Regions from separate parts of the Pan troglodytes genome. Here regions 2 and 3 are each linked to region 1. The links are chromatin contacts, called in public Hi-C and HiChIP or PLAC-seq maps. All regions are on one chromosome and are shown on one strand. The core of a region is the stretch at or near the end of the contact, and the rest is flanking DNA. Distances in the headings are between cores, read along the strand shown.

Region 1 (2,556 bases), core at 23-2,522:
CACACAGAGGCCACTGAACACAGAAAGGTCTGGTCTATCATCAGGGCCCTACACAGGGTTGCAGCCATGTCGGATGCTGGCAAGGTCTGCACTGGCCAATGTGGTTGATGTAACAGGCATCTACCACCTGCAGCATTTGCCACTGAAACCATGACCTATCTGGGCTAAAATGACTCATGAAACAATGTTTGTGCATTTGAGAAATGCCTCGAGCACGTACAGCTTCCGCTGCAGGTCCCCCTCGCTCTTGGTGTGGTCGCCATTGATGGCAGTGAACAGGCATTCTCCAAACAGGTGAAGGACATACAGGGAGTTGCTGTTTTCCATGGAGAAGCAGGTGTAGGTGTCCGAGAGCTTCTCCAGCATCGTCATGGAGGAGATGATGACCGGGGCTAGGAGGGGGCTGAGCTGGTCCTCTAGGGCAGGGAGCTCTTCTTCCTCATTCTCTGACTGCCCGAACTTCAGCTGGAGACTCTCTTCAAACTCCTCATCCGTCCAGTAGAAGAGGACCTCTGCGCCCTCAGTGGCCACCAAGATGCACTTCATCTTGGTAAGGAGCACAGTGGAGCGTCCAGACAGCCAGAGGTTCAGAAAGGGCTGCAGTAGACAGACTCGGTGACTGCCTCATTGGAGAGCAGCACAACATCCCTGGTCCTGCAAATGTGGATCGCGGCGCACACAGCACCCGGCCTGCAGGACAGAAATGTTTTCTAAACTGAAAAAGGGGGACTACAGGTGCCTGCCAGGCCCTCCATATACATACATCCCCATATGTCTGTGTCTAGAAGTGAGATACACCGTTATTTCTGTTTTCTGATTGGCCTTTTTAGTTTTTGAGACAGCGTCTCCCTCTGTTACCCAGGCTGGAGTGCAGTGGTTCGATCTTGGCTCACTGCAACCTCTGTCTCCAGGGTTCAGGCAATTCTCCTGCCTCAGGCTCCGGAGTAGCTGGAATTACAGGCCTGCGCCACCTCGCCTGGCTAATTTTTGTATTTTTAGTAGAGACGGGGTTTCGCCATGTTGGCTAGGCTGTTCTCGAACTCCTAAACTCATGTTATCCACCCCCCCTCGGCCTCCCAAAGTGCTGGGATTACAGGTGTGAGCCACCGTAACTGGCCCATTGGCCTTTCTTGTTGTACTGTTCTGTCCCTTCCAGGTAAGACAGGTACATTTTCTGGTAGTAAGCTCCTGTGTCTTAAAAAAGAAAATAACATTCATTGAGTGCTTACTTTATGCTAGGCACTGTGCTATGGGCTTTATAGAAATAATTACCTCTCTGAAAAAAACAAAAACAACAAAAAAAATTACTTCTTTGATTCTTTTCTAAAAGTTCCTTGAAATTGCCATGGACTCTCCCATTCATGCAGGTGGGGAGAAAGAGGCTCAGAGTCGTTGAGTACTTGGCCCAGTGAGTAAATGATGGAGCCAGGATTTGAGAACAGTTTTGTGGACTCAGAAGCTTCCATCCCTTACAGGGGTGGTGAAGAAGGCCTTTCTGAGAGGCCCGAGAGGCCCCAAGGCAGAACCATCCAGCCAAGCCCACCCCAAATTCCTGTCCCACAGAAACCAAGAGAGATAATAAAAAGACGGTTGCAGGGTTGTCTCGCCCCTCCTCTGTCTCTTGCCTGCTCTCTCTAAGGAATTCAGAGCCTTCCCATCTTGAATACCAGCGGCAGCTCCAGAATTTCCCCATGGGACAGGCTTACTGAGAGCCATCTGTGAAGGGGGTAGCCCTGGACTTGCCTGGGAGCTGTGTCTGTGTAGCAGGTACTCTGCTTTCAGGAGGATGCAGGTTTTGTTGGGGGAGAGTGTTCCAGGGACTGTGAGGGGACTGAGCCTGCTCCTGAAGCCATCTCCTTTTTATTTTATTTTATTTTTTTGAGACAGAGTCTCGCTGTGTTGCCTAGGCTGGAGTGCAGTGGCAAGATCTTGGCTCACTGCAACCTCCATCTCCCGGTTCAAATGATTCTCCTGCCTCAGCCTCCCGAGTAGCTGGGATTACAGGTGCCCGCCACCATGCCTGGCAAATTGTTGTATTTTTAGTAGAGATGAGGTTTCACCATGTTGGTCAGGCTGGTCTTGAACTCCTGACCTCAGGTGATCCACCTGACTCGGCCTTCGAAAGTGCTGGGATTACAGGCATGAGCCACTGCGCCCGAAGCCATCTCTTGGTAAAATACTGCTGAGCATTCAGACAGAACAGAATTAGGAGAAAGAGAAGGAACCAGTATTGATTTCTTCAACACACTGTGCTAGGTACCTCATGCATTTCGATTATTCTAGGCTGTGAGTGAAGAGTTGTTGCCAGAATCTAAAGTGTGTTCTGAGAACTTGGCCAAATGTAGGGTGACCATATGACTTACCATTCAAATTTGGGACACTTTGGGGGTGACGAAGGGATTACTATCAATAATTATGCCCTGGGATTGTCTCACTTAAACTGGGAGGTATGGTCACCCTAGGCAGAAGGGAAGTAAAATGGTCCTCTATTACTGATTATCTGTTGCTGTGTAACCAATCACACCAAAATTTAGTGGCTTAAAACAACAACAGTCT
Region 2 (2,556 bases), core at 43-2,542, 240 kb after region 1:
GTGCTATGGTGAGACGATTACATGAAATATGTGTGCTTCACATGCAGTAAGCACTCAGTAACATGCATATGTGTTTCGCAGTCTATAATCCAAAATATTGTTTTTCTAAATGTGCAGACTGATACAAGGGGTACACTACAAATGTGCATGCCACATATTCACATATTCATCCATTCTAAAAGTATTTATTGAATACCTACTATGTTCCAGGCATTGTTCTGGGTGCTTGGGATGTATCAGTCAACAAAACAAAGATTCCTGCCTTTGGGAGACTCATTATTTATGCCCTTCTTGGAGTGGGGCAGCACAGTAACTTTGGGTCTTAAAGACAACACACAAGTGCCTTTTGCAAACTCTGGTCACTACACTCAGGTCACCGTTATCAGAGGGGGTGAGGTCGGGGGAAAAAATCCCATAGTAAAGACTACCAAAGTCACTGATGCCTAACTTTGGGGTACAGTATATGTTTAGCTGAAGCACTCAAGGTTTGCTTAAGTTTTGTTTGTTTTGTTTTGTTTTAACAAGTCTGCTTCTCCAGAGTTGTAACTAGTGATTTTTTAACGAGTCAGCTCAACTGGTGAAGGTGGTCTCAGAGTATGTGACAGGCAGCAGGGGGAAATCCACTGGAGCTGCGAAGTGCCCTGGAAGATCATTCTTCCACGCCTAACGTAATTTACTGTATCAGTAATTGCAGTAACTCGCCTTTGGGAGAGAGAAAGGAAAAGGTAGGCAATTTAGGTGAACAAAAGCTCTGGATGAATTATGAAGGCTGTGGACTCCAGAGACCACCGTATTCAAGCGCAAGTTTTCAGACTCACCTGCCAGGATGCATTTGGCTGCCAGCTTCACCATGGTAACCAACACTCCCGCGAGCCGTACCCAGAGGACAAGAGCGGCTGCTAGAGACGCGAGTGGGTGGGCTTCGGGCCCTGGGCTGGCCTGGGACGGGAAGGTGGGGAGGGGAGGGCTGATCTCAAGGGTCAGTGGCCGCGACGGGACTGGGGATGACCGAGCCCGGCCCTTCTGGGCTGGGGGCGGATATCGGGCGCTGGGGGCGGGTGGGCAGGGGAGGGCTCCAGGTGGGCCCGGCTCGAGGCCTGACACGGCAGTCTGAAAAGGTGCAAGCGAGCGGACACGGCCTGTGCTCCCCGCCCAGCCCCTCAGCACAGCCCTACCCAGAGGGTTCAAGGAAGGACGATCCGGCTCTCCTCCGATCACAAGTACCGGGCCGAATGCACTCTCCAAGCAACCATAGCCCACCTGCCCCGCCTCCTCCTCCTCCTCGCTGACCCTCGATTGGTTGCCGCCAAAAGCTCCCACCCTCAAGGTCTCACAAAAATCCAATGGGAGTAGAGAGCTGGGATAACAGCCTTTTCTTGAGATGCAATTCGTAGAGTTATCAGTTCTTCAAGTTCAGTCTGCTTGACGAGTGGTTGTAATTGACGTCAACCAGCTTTATATCCCGCCCCCGCTGAGCCTGAGAGTCCCGAGATAAAGAAGCCTCCACGTCAAGCAGTCAGAAGCGGTGACAAGAGAAGCTTTCTGATTGGTCAGAGTCTGGCTTGACCCATCTTCGGGAGGAATAGGGATTCGCCACTCCCGCTGTCCTTCTAGAAGTGGGTTCGCCTACAATGGGGCAGGTTGGGCTCTAGGCGGTCTGGAGCGGCGCCTGCGCAGTGGGCCAGGCCGCCGCTGTAGAGGTCGTTTTGACTTGCTCTGACTTCGGGCGGTTCTCGCGGCTTCCCCGGTTCCCAGGTTCTGCACAGCGCGGCTATTAAAGTGCATGGAGAAGTGCAGTCCTTGCCCCGCATCCCGCAGGGAAATCTCATTTTAAAAGCTCAAAGATGTAATGAGCGTTAAAATCTAAAATATGAAGGTGTTTTATTAAAGTGATGTTTGTGAACAAAGGGAGAACAAATACACTTTGATGGGGCTAAGCGGTGAGACTCGGAAACTTGAAGTCGTACTTTGCTCTTAGTCCATTTACTCTCTGCAAAAGGAGAATGCATCACTAACCTCGTTTGCCCGTCACCCAGGGAGGCTCTCTGTACGCGTTTACCGGGTTGGGGGTGCCTCTTGCACGTGGTTAGGGGGTCAGAGACCTAAATCCCTGGCTTGGACAAGTCACCTCATCCCTCAGCCTCAGGATGGGCCTAGGAGAACCTGCCTTGTGGGGTGGTTGTGGGGATGGAAGGAGAGAAACGTATGAGTGCCTGGGAGATAGTAGGTGCACACGTGATTGTGGGGTGGATGGGACAGCGGAAGCTTATCTGGACAGATTTGGTTTATCATCACTGTCACTGGTTGGCCGAATGTACCCCTTGTTCTTACTTTCTCAGGGCCCCTGGGATTCTGATGGCTGATGCTGAAGGGAAGAGCAGCCCCTTAGCAAAGGTGCCTGTGCGAAAGTTCCACATTCCCTCCAGACACCTAGAACATTCCACCTCTCCGCCACTCTGCATCTCAGAGTGGCTGCCAGCCTTGTGTGGGGGAATAAACATACACACTCTATGAATGACTGATGGTTTTAGCCCCGAATCCAGAGTAAATGCAAGT
Region 3 (2,556 bases), core at 19-2,518, 160 kb after region 1:
CATAGATGGCAATGCTAAATCGGATGGTAAATCCTAATGACTCCAAAGCAGGCAGAACACCTTTGACTTTTAGAGACAATCTCTTGTCGTTTTCACCATGTCATAGATTATTCCAATGAGGATGTTTGAGGGGAAGAGGGGGTGGCGGAGGCGAGGGAGTAGAGTATGGGTTTTGCTTATTGATCTTCTTTCCTCTGAAACTAACCCAACCAACCTTGATTGGTGGTGGAAGGAGTGAACTAAGAAAATGGTGGAATGTAAAGCGGACTTATTTGGAGGAGGGTGGGGAGGGGGGAGTGAAAGGGGAGGGGTGGGGTGGAGAGGGGGGAGGAGATGGGAAGTCAAGTACCTTCTAGGCAGCAGGTTCTCCATAATCCGGAATGGGTCATAACTTCCTCGTTCTTTTTGCTGGTTTCATTCTCACTGACACTTTTGGTCTTGCAAACCCCTCTGGAGTAGAGCCAATAGTCGGTTCCCACAGCTATGGTCATCAGGCTGAAGGCAGCGAAAGCACCAACGGTGGTTAAAAGCATTTGAACACCTCGATCAAACAGCCCCATAATTCTTCATTATATAAACACCCAACCGACTTCTGGTTCTCGGGAGAGTGTGTGTGAGGGTGCAAGTACTAAAGCCAAAAAAAATAAATAAATAAAAATAAAAATTATTCCACTACTAATATAATGGATATATGTATGAATAGAGAATATGGAGAGTTATAAAAAAAGGGAGGTAAGAAAGCTCACGGAAAAGAGTGTAAATTATAAAGATCACACGGGAAGAGGCTTGCCTTTTGAGATCAGAAACTGTTCCAGTTGCAGTGTTTTTTTTTTAAAAAAGAAAAGGAAAAAAAATAAAAAGACACCCCCCCACCCCCCCAAGTGAGATGCCTTAATCTCTTTTTCTAAAATTCTGGTCTCCAGTTTCCATATGTGATAGTTAATTTGGAGATGGCTTCCACAGTGAACCAGGGAACAGCCGAATTCTCAACACCATTTCTCATGGTCGGGACCTAGACAGTTAGAGATTGTGAGAGCCGAGATGCAACCTTCGGTCTTCGTTCTCGGCTCTGCGGCCTGCGCCATGAAAATCCTTTGCTTCGCCAGTTCTCTTCCTTGGGGGGTCTCGGCGCTTTCGTTTCAGACCAGACTTCCCAGTATTCTGTAAGCCCTTGAGCTCAGCTGCACAGGTGCGGGGGTCTCGCTTTCCATGGTTTTGCCCGGGCAGCGGCGGCGGCGGCGGCGGCGGCGGCGGCGGCAGGGCGGGCAGGCGCGGCGGCGGCGGCGGCAGCAGGACGAGCAGCGGCGGCGGTTATTGTTGTTGGTGGCGGGGGTAGTGTTGGCGAAGTGGGGGAGAGAGGGGGTTTCTCCTGGAGAATCGAGGCGGGTTTCCCTCCCCCTATCTGCAAAGCTCCTGGAAACGAGGGAGCCGGCGTCTTGCTGCAGGGTGGGCCGCGCGCCTGCCCCCCACTCGCTACCGGCTGGGCCCCCGCGGAGGCGCTCCCACCTACTGCATTACGGGTGGTGCTGAACCGGACAGCTCCCTGCGCCGCCCGCTCCGCGCGCTCCCCGGCTCCCAGGGCCGCCCGCCGGGAGGGGGGCGCGGGCCAGAGTCCTCCCTCCCCGGGGCAGCAAGGCCAGCGCAGAGCGGGGGCCGCCTTTCCTCTTTTTACCCCTCTCCCAAATCCTAAAATGAGCGCTCTCCTGGGCTCCCGGAGCTTAGAGGAAGGCGTAGCTAGAGATAGCGCTGTCTCTCTCTCTCTCTCTCTCTCTCTCTCTCTCTCTCCCTCTCTCCCCCCTTCCCTCCCCCCTTGGTGTTTCTTCCAGCTCAGCCTCCTTCTCATTCCATCTCTACGTGCCCAGAGCTTCAAATACAACCCTCCCATCACAGTCAGACGGGCACAAAACTTCAACCAGCCGTTTCTCTGCCTGGAAGCGGCGAACATGTAACCTGGACGGGTAATTACAAACACGTCTTTATGTGTTTTTTAAATCATTGTTTTCACTTTGCTTTGCTGGGGATTTGTTTTATTTTGTTGGTCCGTTAGATGTATCTTCTTTCGGTTTTCCTCTCTCCTCTCTTTGTCTCTCTCTGGCTTACCAGGGGGTGTGCATTGCTCTGTGTCTCTCTGTAGTTTTCCGTGAAATTCCAAATCTTGCTTCTACAAGCAGACATTTTGGAAAGATTATTCGTGGAAAAGGGTGCAAAAGGGCGACTCGTAGCTGGGGCTTGGGCAATGATTTTCATTGCAAGGATAAACATGTTCTCAGGGGAAGTGGGTGAAATGTGAATCCTTCTAAGTATCCTATGTCATTCATAAACTGGTTGGGAAGAGATAAAAAATCTTCCTTCCATGAACACTGGAACACCGAAACCCTCCCCTCTTTCTCAGAAGAATCATTGTTTGTGGGTTAATTACAGTGTCACCTTTCATTTCTCTTATGTGCAACTTTTCCTTAACGTGACCTCTGGTAGAAAGAAGCATATTAATTCCTGCTGCTACGGATTACATTTTTTTCTCTGATCACTTTTATAGTTAAGTGAGTAAGAGCACAT

What was found. A called contact is a pair of places that touch in the nucleus more often than the background predicts. HiChIP or PLAC-seq counts read pairs in DNA pulled down with a chosen protein or histone mark.
Region 2: a contact with region 1 is called in an H3K4me3 HiChIP or PLAC-seq map of stem cell-derived excitatory neurons, with 10 times the contacts expected there. The contact joins the promoter of IFT27 here to the promoter of LOC104003767 in region 1. A contact is called at or near these places in 3 of 7 Hi-C or Micro-C datasets (blood, induced pluripotent stem cells and stem cell-derived neural progenitor cells) and 1 of 1 datasets of contacts at active chromatin or transcription factors (stem cell-derived excitatory neurons).
Region 3: a Hi-C map of induced pluripotent stem cells shows a contact between it and region 1, with 2.1 times the contacts expected there. The contact joins the promoter of CACNG2 here to the promoter of LOC104003767 in region 1. A contact is called at or near these places in 2 of 7 Hi-C or Micro-C datasets (both in induced pluripotent stem cells) and 1 of 1 datasets of contacts at active chromatin or transcription factors (stem cell-derived excitatory neurons).

What each region holds. Positions count from the first base shown.
Region 1 is chr23:38,547,400-38,549,955 of NHGRI_mPanTro3-v2.0_pri, forward strand. It overlaps LOC104003767 (BLOC-3 complex member HPS1-like), which reads right to left and starts at 1,273. Exons shown (of 1, transcript XM_063808076.1): 1 at 1-1,273. The coding sequence starts at 546. The coding sequence ends at 175. The region is part of intron 1 of LOC107970244 (a long non-coding RNA gene); the gene reads left to right.
Region 2 is chr23:38,784,893-38,787,448 of NHGRI_mPanTro3-v2.0_pri, forward strand. IFT27 (intraflagellar transport 27) reads right to left here and starts at 1,293. Exons shown (of 7, transcript XM_016939094.3): 1 at 819-1,293. The coding sequence starts at 852.
Region 3 is chr23:38,712,280-38,714,835 of NHGRI_mPanTro3-v2.0_pri, forward strand. CACNG2 (calcium voltage-gated channel auxiliary subunit gamma 2) reads right to left here and starts at 1,269. Exons shown (of 4, transcript XM_016939089.4): 1 at 350-1,269. The coding sequence starts at 560. It overlaps LOC107970332 (a long non-coding RNA gene), which reads left to right and starts at 1,871. Exons shown (of 5, transcript XR_010156095.1): 1 at 1,871-1,958.